Linked DNA regions of Mus musculus: region 1 is linked to region 2. A link is a contact called in public HiChIP or PLAC-seq data. All regions are on one chromosome and are shown on one strand. Each heading gives the region's core, a stretch centred on a gene start, on an enhancer-like site or on the middle of the called end of the contact. The rest is flanking DNA. Distances are from core to core; before and after follow the strand shown.

Region 1 (4,310 bases), core at 1,540-4,039, 88 kb after region 2:
CAACGGCTCTGCTCATATCTCAGATTCACCAGACTCTCCTTTCCTTGCATTTTAACATTATCCTGTGTGTGTGTGTGTGTGTGTGTGTGTGTGTGTGTGTGTGTGTGTGTGTGTGTTCTATTTCTGAATGGTATATTGGAACTGGAGGTCTGCTGGTCTGCTGTCCCAGGAAAAATATCCAAATTTTATCCCCTCTGCTTTCTCACTGCACAGAACCCTGGTCACACTCTCTGGGAAGCTGGGTTTCTCTCCCACCTCGGGGTGCTTCTGTAAACAAGGGTGCCTACCAACCACCAGCTACCCTGGGGGGCTGCCAGACGTTGACACATCTGGGCTCCAACTTTGTCTCCCAGTGCACGTTTCTTCAATGATATGCAGACAATGAGCCTAACCATGTAAGGCTCGTAAAGCAGGGAAAGGTAAACATGGCATTGACACTTGGGCACTGCAGCCACCTTTAGAGAATGCTCTGTCCTGGGTAGATGGGCTAGCTCCTCTAATGTCCTGTTCTCCTGACAGTGAAAAGCATCTACGCAGAGCTCTTCCCAAGCATTCTAGCAGCTCTTATTACCCCCCATTCAGTTTTTCTTTGCACCCCAAGTTCTGCTAGCTCCTTCTTCCAAACAAGGGCATCCACACACTTCCACACCATGATCACCCAAGGTCACTGCAGAAAGCCAAAGACTTCCAGTGCCCAGAAAGAACAATAAAGGGCTGGGGTCTGGTTCACTTTCTTTCAGAGGCAGCTATCCCCATGGCGGAGACCTCCTCTTAATTCTCGCCATGGGAATCAAGGAGAAGGATAACAGAGGAAAAGGAGATAGCTATGTACTCACTGACCAGGGCAGCTCTCTCCTGAAGGCCAGCTGGTTTGGTTTTTGTTTTTTTGTTTTTTTTCCACCCGCCTTGCTGGAGATCTGAAGGTAGAAATGACAGGCAGACTTCACTGTTGCTGACGCTCCCACAGCAGCGGCGGCTGCTTCACTGCATCTCAGCCAGGCTTCCAGCCAGAGGTAAAACCTGGCTGATGTGAATCCTTGCTAAGAGCCCCCTCCCCTCTGCCTCCCTTGGCTCAGTGTAGACAGCAGAGCTCTTCCGGGTTGCAAAGGGGTAGGAGGAGGGGGGAGGAGGAAAGAAGGAGGGGGAGGGAGGGAATGAATACCATCCCCTTTTGCAAACACACAAACCGCACATCAGAGGTGTGTGAAACTGAGTTGGACCGGGTGGGCAAGAAACATTGCCTGAAATGTGACCTGCTCCTGGTGCCTACAAAGCCAGCCCACTGTCTCCAGACCGGGTTGGAATTAACACTATAAATGACACTGCCCTGTGGAATGGGCCATTATCATAGGCACAAACGTGTTTGAAGCATTTTCTTCTCACTTTTGAACAAATGGTTCAATAAGAGGTTCTATGGGCACGGTCAGGAGTGAACATCGTATGAAGAGCTAACAAACTAGTAAGCCTTCAAAAGTGTTTTCTTTCTCTCAAGGTTTGGGTTTATACGGGCACCCCCATTCCCAAAAGTAGTCTCTTTGCCTTTACTTCACACCACTGCTGCAGCGGCCACCACCACCCTTTAGTCGGGATTAGTAAAATAGAATTTGAATGTTTTTGGCTGGACTTGATTGCTGCTGTCTAATCCAGGCATAGAAGAATATTCATCAGAGTTAAAAGGATCCTATGGGTCCCAATTGTCTTAAATTATTTCATGAGGAAATTTTATTTTTGAGGAGAAAAATAAAAAAATAAAAACAGGAACTAGAAGCAGTCAAGGGAAAATTCTATAAAGGAAATGAAGCTGTTTGCCCTACCCAGGACCCAGATAACTGCAGTGTCCTGCTTGGAGTAAACACACACACACACACACACACACACACACACACACCTTCCCATTCCCATCCAATAGCAAGGGCATCTGAATCATGTACCAAGAGAATCTACCACGAGTACATTTCAGCTAGAGTGAAATGAAACCCTTCAAACACCGAGGTAGAAAAGGGTCAGGGTCCATTTGTTTTGGCAGGTTGAATTTTCCCTTCACAATATTTTTGCAAAAAAAATATGGAGGCTGACTTTTAAAATAAATATATCCTTGGGGAGAAATAAAACAAAGTTTTGTCCGTGGCTGAACCATGAAGTCAATAAGTTGGGGCTGCTCCAACCGGTTGGGTAGAAAGAGGTGACTCAGTGTTCAGCTTTGGGGTGGTCAACTCCTGGGAGAAGGAGACCGGTCAGAGCCTACGGAACTGTTGAGGTGGGGCGGAAGACAGAGGAGAAAGGAGAAGCTGGGAGTCCCGAAAGTGTTAGTCGGCACCCGTGGAGTGGCGAGAGCTACCGGGTGATGGATGTCACGTTGCAGAGTGGGTGATACCAGGATAGGCACGCTTTTCTCCTAGATACTGTCAGCGACCTGTCTCTACCTCCACAAACCTGAAATTCTTTCCATTTAGACACCAACCCGTCTGCGCCTCGGCGGGGCGTCCTCTGGGGTGCGATGAACCCAAGAGTGGAGCAAGCTGAGAACACCATTTGCCAATCTGGCAAAAGGAAAGAAGGGGATCTTCTGGTCCATTGGGGAACCCGGAAGAACCATCTTCGCCAAAGCAATCCTGCCAGTCCCCAGCCCTGTCGCTCCAGCTCTCCGCCACCAAGTGGCAGAGTCACACTCTCCAGTAAGCTGTGAGGACTAGGCTGGAGCCATGCTCTTAACAACCTATGCCCAACCTGTTGCCCTAATGCACCCTATGAACTGTCCAGGAAAGCCGTGGGTCCTGGGAAGATGTGACTGGCTTCCGGGAAGCGTAAGAGACACAAGTACCCTTCCTCCTTACGCGCGACTGGATGGGGGCTGGAGCAGAGACCAGAGAGGCACGCATGTGCCCACGTGACTACAACAGTTGATCCTCCCAATCCCCTGCACCCAGCGGTATCTAGATCTCACTTCTGGGTCTCGCGGGCGGGTGGGGCTTTTTACGGTTTCCCCATGCTTCCCATTCACTTCCCATTCAATGCTTCTTGTCCCCCTTTAAGGTCCCTGCTGTCCCTCCTCCTCTTTCTCCTTACCTTCAACAAGTTCGCCTCCAATTTGAAAGCCTCTTTTTCCTTAGAATGTACGTCCTATAGGGGCACTTCCGAACCAAAGCAGACTTTCTTCCCTCTCCCACTCCTCTTACTAAAGCTCCCTCGCGAGCACCTTCTGTCCCCCAGGTCTCCTCGGGTCTGCTCTGCCGGCCTCGCCGCGCTCCTTCCCTTCTGCCGACACCGGCTCCGGATTGAACACTGCTCTAAAACGTAAAGAGCTGTGAAAATGCGGTCGCGTGCCCCACCCCCAACCCCGTCATTGCTCCCAAAAGTCTTAACTGGAGGAAGTTGGGCTTCCAAAGAAACTTGGAGGCTAAAAAAGAAAATCCTAAGAACTACAGTGGTCTGGCTGGGGCTAAAGGCATGATCTGATTCTCTTAACAGACAGAAGGGTGGACAGGGGAGTTGGGGGGCGGGGGGGGGGAGTATTGAAGTGGGAAGGGAATGAGGTAAAGAGAGAGGGTCCAGCGCAGTAGCACCCCTTTAATAGATTGCCCTGTCCTCAGCACTCCGGAGGCAGAGGCAGGTGGGTCTCTAGCTGGTCAGCCTGGTGTACAAAGCAGGACTGAGAACCCCTGTGTCGAAAAGGAAAACAAAAAGTGGAGATGAAGGGGGAAGTGAGGGAAAGGCTCTGAGGCATTTATTCCTGATTACTGGACATCGCCTGAGCACAGTACAAGGATAGTGCTCTAAGAAACCACGAGTCGCTGTCTGATTTTACAACGGAGTTGCTTTCCGGTTGAAATTTCAATTTCTGTCTCTGTCTCTCTCTTTGTCTCTGTCTCTGTCTGTCTGTCTCTCTGTCTCTGTCTGTCTGTCTGTCTGTCTGTCTCTCTCTCTCTCTCTCTCTCTCTCTCTCTGTGTGTGTGTGTGTGTGTGTGTGTGTGTGTGTGTGTGTGTGACAAGAAATGACATTGCCTCATTCAGTGGTGATAACAGTAGTTCACGCCAGGGTTGCTGGAAGCTGCCCTGAGAACAGGACGGTCCCATCACTAATTTTAGGGAGTGTTTTCATTGAGGATGTTTGTGTGTTCTCTGGACACATAGATCACAAAGACACAGGCCAGTTCACAGCCACGGAGACATAAAGACTTCCCTGTTGGTTGCTTGCACCTGTGCCCTTTCTAGTCCAGCTACCTCGGGTTTTTCTGACTCCACTTCTCTTGCACGGAATAACCACTGAACCATGGAATAATTGCTGATCTGAACTATTTCATTTCTGTTTG
Region 2 (4,403 bases), core at 1,662-4,161:
GAATTTCAAGAGAAGGTTTCTCTGTGTAACAGTGCCCTGGCAGTCCTCAAACTCACAGACATCCACCTGCCTCTGCCTCCCCAGAGCTGGGATTAAAGGCATGCATCATCACCACCCAGCTGAGAAAGAGATTTGACATCAACTAACACACATTAGTAGATAGCTAAGTGCCTAAATGGCAGATCTCAAGAAAGAGTGCGCACCTTCATTATCTGTAGGCATCCATTATTCTCTGGAAGTTTATATTCTCTTCTGTACCACTATTCTAATACTAGATTAGTAAACTGAAGTCACTCAGCCCCACATTTAGAAATAACCTCGTCCATTGGACACTGCCTTTTTTAAATTTTATTTTATTTTGCAAAATTAGGAACCTAGCTGTGGAACTCAAGCTTGCTTTCAGAAGCCAGAGTCATTCTAAAGAGCAACCTTTGAGGACTGGGGAGATAGCTCAGTTGGCTGAGTGCTTGCCTTGTGTGTGTGTGAGACCTGAATTCATTCCCTAGAACCAACGTGGGAGCGGTGGGGGGACGGAGTGCAGTGGCCCATGCTTGTCAACCCAGCATGGGAGAGGCAGATGTCCTAGATGCAGGATTTGCTGGCCAGAAGGTCTGATCTATTTGTTGAACTCCTGACTGTCAACAGACCCTGTCTCAAAAAAAAGGAAAAGAAAAAGAAAAAAAGAAAGAAAGAGAGAGGGGGGAGGGGAGGGGAGGGGAGGGGAGGGGAGGGGAGGGGAGGGGAGGGGAGGGGAGGGGAGAAGAGAAGAGAAGAGAAGAGAAGAGAAGAGAAGAGAAGAGAAGAGAAGAGAAGAGAAGAGAAGAGAAGAGAAGAGAAGAGAAGAGAAGAGAAGAGAAGAGAAGAGAAACAGTCCTTGTAACTTGCTCTCCAAGCTGTCTTCTGGGGTTTCCAGGTGTAGATTTTCCTTCAGGTCATTCACATCTGCAGTCTCCATCCTTAAAACAGCCGGTGTCAAAATGAATTTCCCAATTAGTGTTTGTGAGAAAGCCTGGGAGACCAATCCCTTAGCTACTGCCATGGCAACACTGCAGTGGTTCTGCCTCTGGAAATGAGTTTGAACTCTCCTGAATGTGGAGACCAGCATAAAATTCCCTAACTGTGGAGACCACTGTGAAGTCCCCTGATGTAAAGACCACTGTAAAGTCCCTTAAAAGAGGAGACCACAAGAAACTCGTCTAGCTATGGAAACCACTGTAGATTCCTCTGGATGTGGAGAGCATTTTGAAGTTCCATGGAATACAAGGTGTAAAATGAACTTAAATGTCTATTACAACCTAGGCTATAAAATGGGCTCGTTTCTGATAAGGCATGGTGTGGCACAGCTTTGCGGTGCCATTGCTAGTGAGGCTGAGGTAGGACATCAAGAGCTCAAGACCAGCCCCGTCTGTACGTTAAGACTGTTTCTCAAAAACAGTGTCAGAGGATGTGGCCCAGTACTTGCCTTGGACATGGTCTTGTACAGGACCATGGGTTTGATCCCCAACACTGAAAAACAAGGAGAGCGAGCAAGCAAGCAAGAGAGAGAGAGAGAGAGAAACAAACAGGAGCAACTCATGCCCATCCATGACTTTCATCTACTTGTGCATGTGCACTTACGTGCACATACACACACACACACACACACACGTGCGTGCATATGTATGTGTGCATGTGTGTCTTTTCATGCATGTGTGCCTGTGTGTGTGCATATGTATGTACATGTGTGTATGGGCATGTGGGTATGTGTGTGCATGTATGCCCATGTATGTATGTGTGTGTATGCACATGTGCTTGTGTGTATGTGTGTGTGCATGTGTGTGTGTATGTATGTGCATGTGTGTATGGGCATGTATGTATGTGTGCATGTGTGTCTTTTCATGCATGTGTGCCTGTGTGTGTGCATATGTATGTACATGTGTATATGGGCATGTGGGTATGTGTGTGCATGTATGCCCATGTATGTATGTGTGTGTATGCACATGTGCCTGTGTGTGCATTTGTGTGTATGTGTGTGTGCATGTGTGTGTATGTATGTGCATGTGTGTATGGGCATGTATAGTATGTGTGCATGTGTGTGTGCATGTATATGCACATGTACCTATGTATATGCTTGTGCATGCCTCTGTGTGTGTTTGAATGTGTGTATGTGTATGTGCACGTCTGCATGTGCAAGTATATGCCTCTGTGTGTGTGTGTGTGTGTGTGTGTGTGTGTGTGTGTGTGTACCATATTCCTTTGCATCATGGTTTTTCTCTCTCAACCTAAATCTAGGCTGGCCATCAGCAAAGGCAGACATCTTCCTCTCTCATCACGGCACAACTCTGGGGTTTCAGGCACACTCCTGGTTTCTTGTGTCAGTGCTGGGGATTTGAACTCAGATCCTCATGCATATACAACTCCTTTTACCACGGAGCCAACTTGTAAACCTCCCTTTTGTCTTTTTATTAATAAGAAGACTGGATGCAATAATAATTAACTGTCATCTATAAGCTCATAGAATATACAATACCACCCAAGTTATAACAAGCTATGGTATTTCCATTATGACTAACACCAGTGTATTGTTTAGGGAGACAGTTGTAACTCTCAGTGCTGGTGGACACATAACACTCAGAAGACCCAATCAAATGGAGACCTCCGTCAAATCAGGAAGGCTCACAGACAGTCCCGTGTGATTGCCCAATACCAGCAAACTCTGTGGTGTCTTCTGCGCCACTGTGAAGATGAACTGCTAACCAGTGTGACTGACACCTACTGTCAGAAGGCTTTCTAGAACAACTCCGAAACGAGAGTGTGGCCACTGTGTCCCAAGGCTGAGGTTTCTGGAGTTTCCACCCGTGGTCTGGGCGGAGATGGTGTGATTGAGTCTCACATCTGCCAAGGGGCTGAGGTGAAGGAAAAGGGAACTGGATTGGTTCTCACCTCATCAGATCTGACCACATCCTCCCTCTCCAGCTACCCCCTGTGAAGGGGAAGGGAAGACAATGGCAGCCTCGAAGTAAAAGAAGGGAGAGGTAGGGCAGGCAAATGGTGAGCCAGGGAAAGAAAGGTAGGGGCAAAGTCAGGAGACCTTCAGAGTGGCAGGGACAAGAACTCAGAAGGTGACAATGTGGTAATCACACCTGTAATCCAGAATTTGAAAGACCAGGGCAGGACTGCCGTACGCTTCAAGCCAGCCTGAGATACCCACATGTCAAAACCAATTAATTAATGAATCCATTAATTAACTAAAGAAAGTAAAGACAACAGGGTCTTTGTCAGCGGAACAATTATATACAACCATGTTTTGTGAGGGCAGTATTATGGTATGCTTGTCAGGATAGTGACATCTTACAGAGAAAAAAAAAATAACGTTTTCTAAACAGGCTTGATAATGTAGAGCCAATAATCTCAGCTCCTTGGAAAAGCTGAAGCAGGGGGATTATAAATTTGAGCCAGCCTGGGATAATTAGTGAGACCCTGTCTCAAAATAAAAATAAAAATAAAGTTTTAAAAGAGGTGTGGGGTGGGGATATAGTTCAGTGGTAGAGCATTCTCCTAGTATCTGATGACGATGACAATGACGATGACGATGACAATGATGATGATGATGGAGGAGAAGTAAGGAAAGCTTTCCAATAATAATTTTCTTTAGTTTTCTAAATGGGGGGATAATAATCTTTCATTGCACATAGTAACACAGTTGTCTAGATGCAGCACTTTGGTTTAGTGATTCTGGAACTCACTAAAAATGAGAAGTGGGAGGGAACACAGGAGCAGATGAAGAGGACAGCCCAGCCTGACCAGGGTTGCTATTCACTCCCACAGCACATCAGCAGTTCAGAGGACTTAGCATATCCCTGAGTGACAGGTCCACCTTCTACCCAGAATGGGGCACGGATTCTCAGAAGCGTAACTCTCATCCATCCACTGCTTCCCCTTTTTTATTTCAAGAAATAACCTGACCAGGAAATTTGTGTAACTTGCCTAAGGCTGCAGGTGGCTAGCTGGACCCAGAATCCGGGCCTCCTGGGGCTTCTTCCTAATCCAGTCTTCTGGCAGCAGCATCCCTCCCAACACCAACCAAGTCACAGAACACCACCTAGGCCATGATTTTGAAAGTAAAAAGCAAACAAGAACAGAAAATCTTACCGACGGGGTCTTTCATCTATGTAACAATGTAACAACTAGTTGGACGGACCTGAGTCACCCAATGAACACCCTTTAAAAAAAAGCTAATGAAACTGATCAGACTAACTCTCCTGGCACACCAGAGAGCGAGTGAGTCAGGATGAGTCACTGGATCAAAAGCTACAGGAGAGCATTCACAATAGCAGGTGATCAGCATAGTGCTGTTCACAGGATCTCGGACCCTCACTTAGCCACCCACGACTGGAGAATACTCCGTAGAGCGAGTTCACCAG

The links. HiChIP or PLAC-seq counts read pairs in DNA pulled down with a chosen protein or histone mark.
Region 1: a BATF HiChIP or PLAC-seq map of CD8 T cells shows a contact between it and region 2, with 6 read pairs. The contact joins the promoter of 9230102O04Rik here to the enhancer-like site in region 2. A contact is called at or near these places in 1 of 39 promoter capture datasets (liver), 5 of 484 Hi-C or Micro-C datasets (CD8 T cells, effector CD8 T cells, embryonic fibroblasts and 2 more), 4 of 115 datasets of contacts at active chromatin or transcription factors (CD8 T cells, embryonic stem cells and pancreatic cancer cells) and 2 of 9 other capture datasets (adipose tissue and pancreatic islet).

What each region holds. Positions count from the first base shown.
Region 1 is chr2:9,886,751-9,891,060 of GRCm38.p6, forward strand. 9230102O04Rik (RIKEN cDNA 9230102O04 gene) reads right to left here and starts at 2,790. Exons shown (of 4, transcript NR_040511.1): 1 at 2,462-2,790; 2 at 841-917. 4930412O13Rik (RIKEN cDNA 4930412O13 gene) reads left to right here. Exons shown (of 5, transcript NR_024257.1): 5 at 1-17. It also overlaps a transcript of Gata3 not described here.
Region 2 is chr2:9,798,855-9,803,257 of GRCm38.p6, forward strand. No RefSeq gene overlaps it. Among named protein-coding and RNA genes, the nearest start is that of Gata3, 78 kb to the right of the region's middle. Within about 2 kb of position 2,912, at least 35 of the 459 cell types and tissues checked have an H3K27ac peak or open chromatin away from gene starts, as enhancers often do. A contact at or near this core is called in CD8 T cells and pre-pro-B cells, where this site is marked.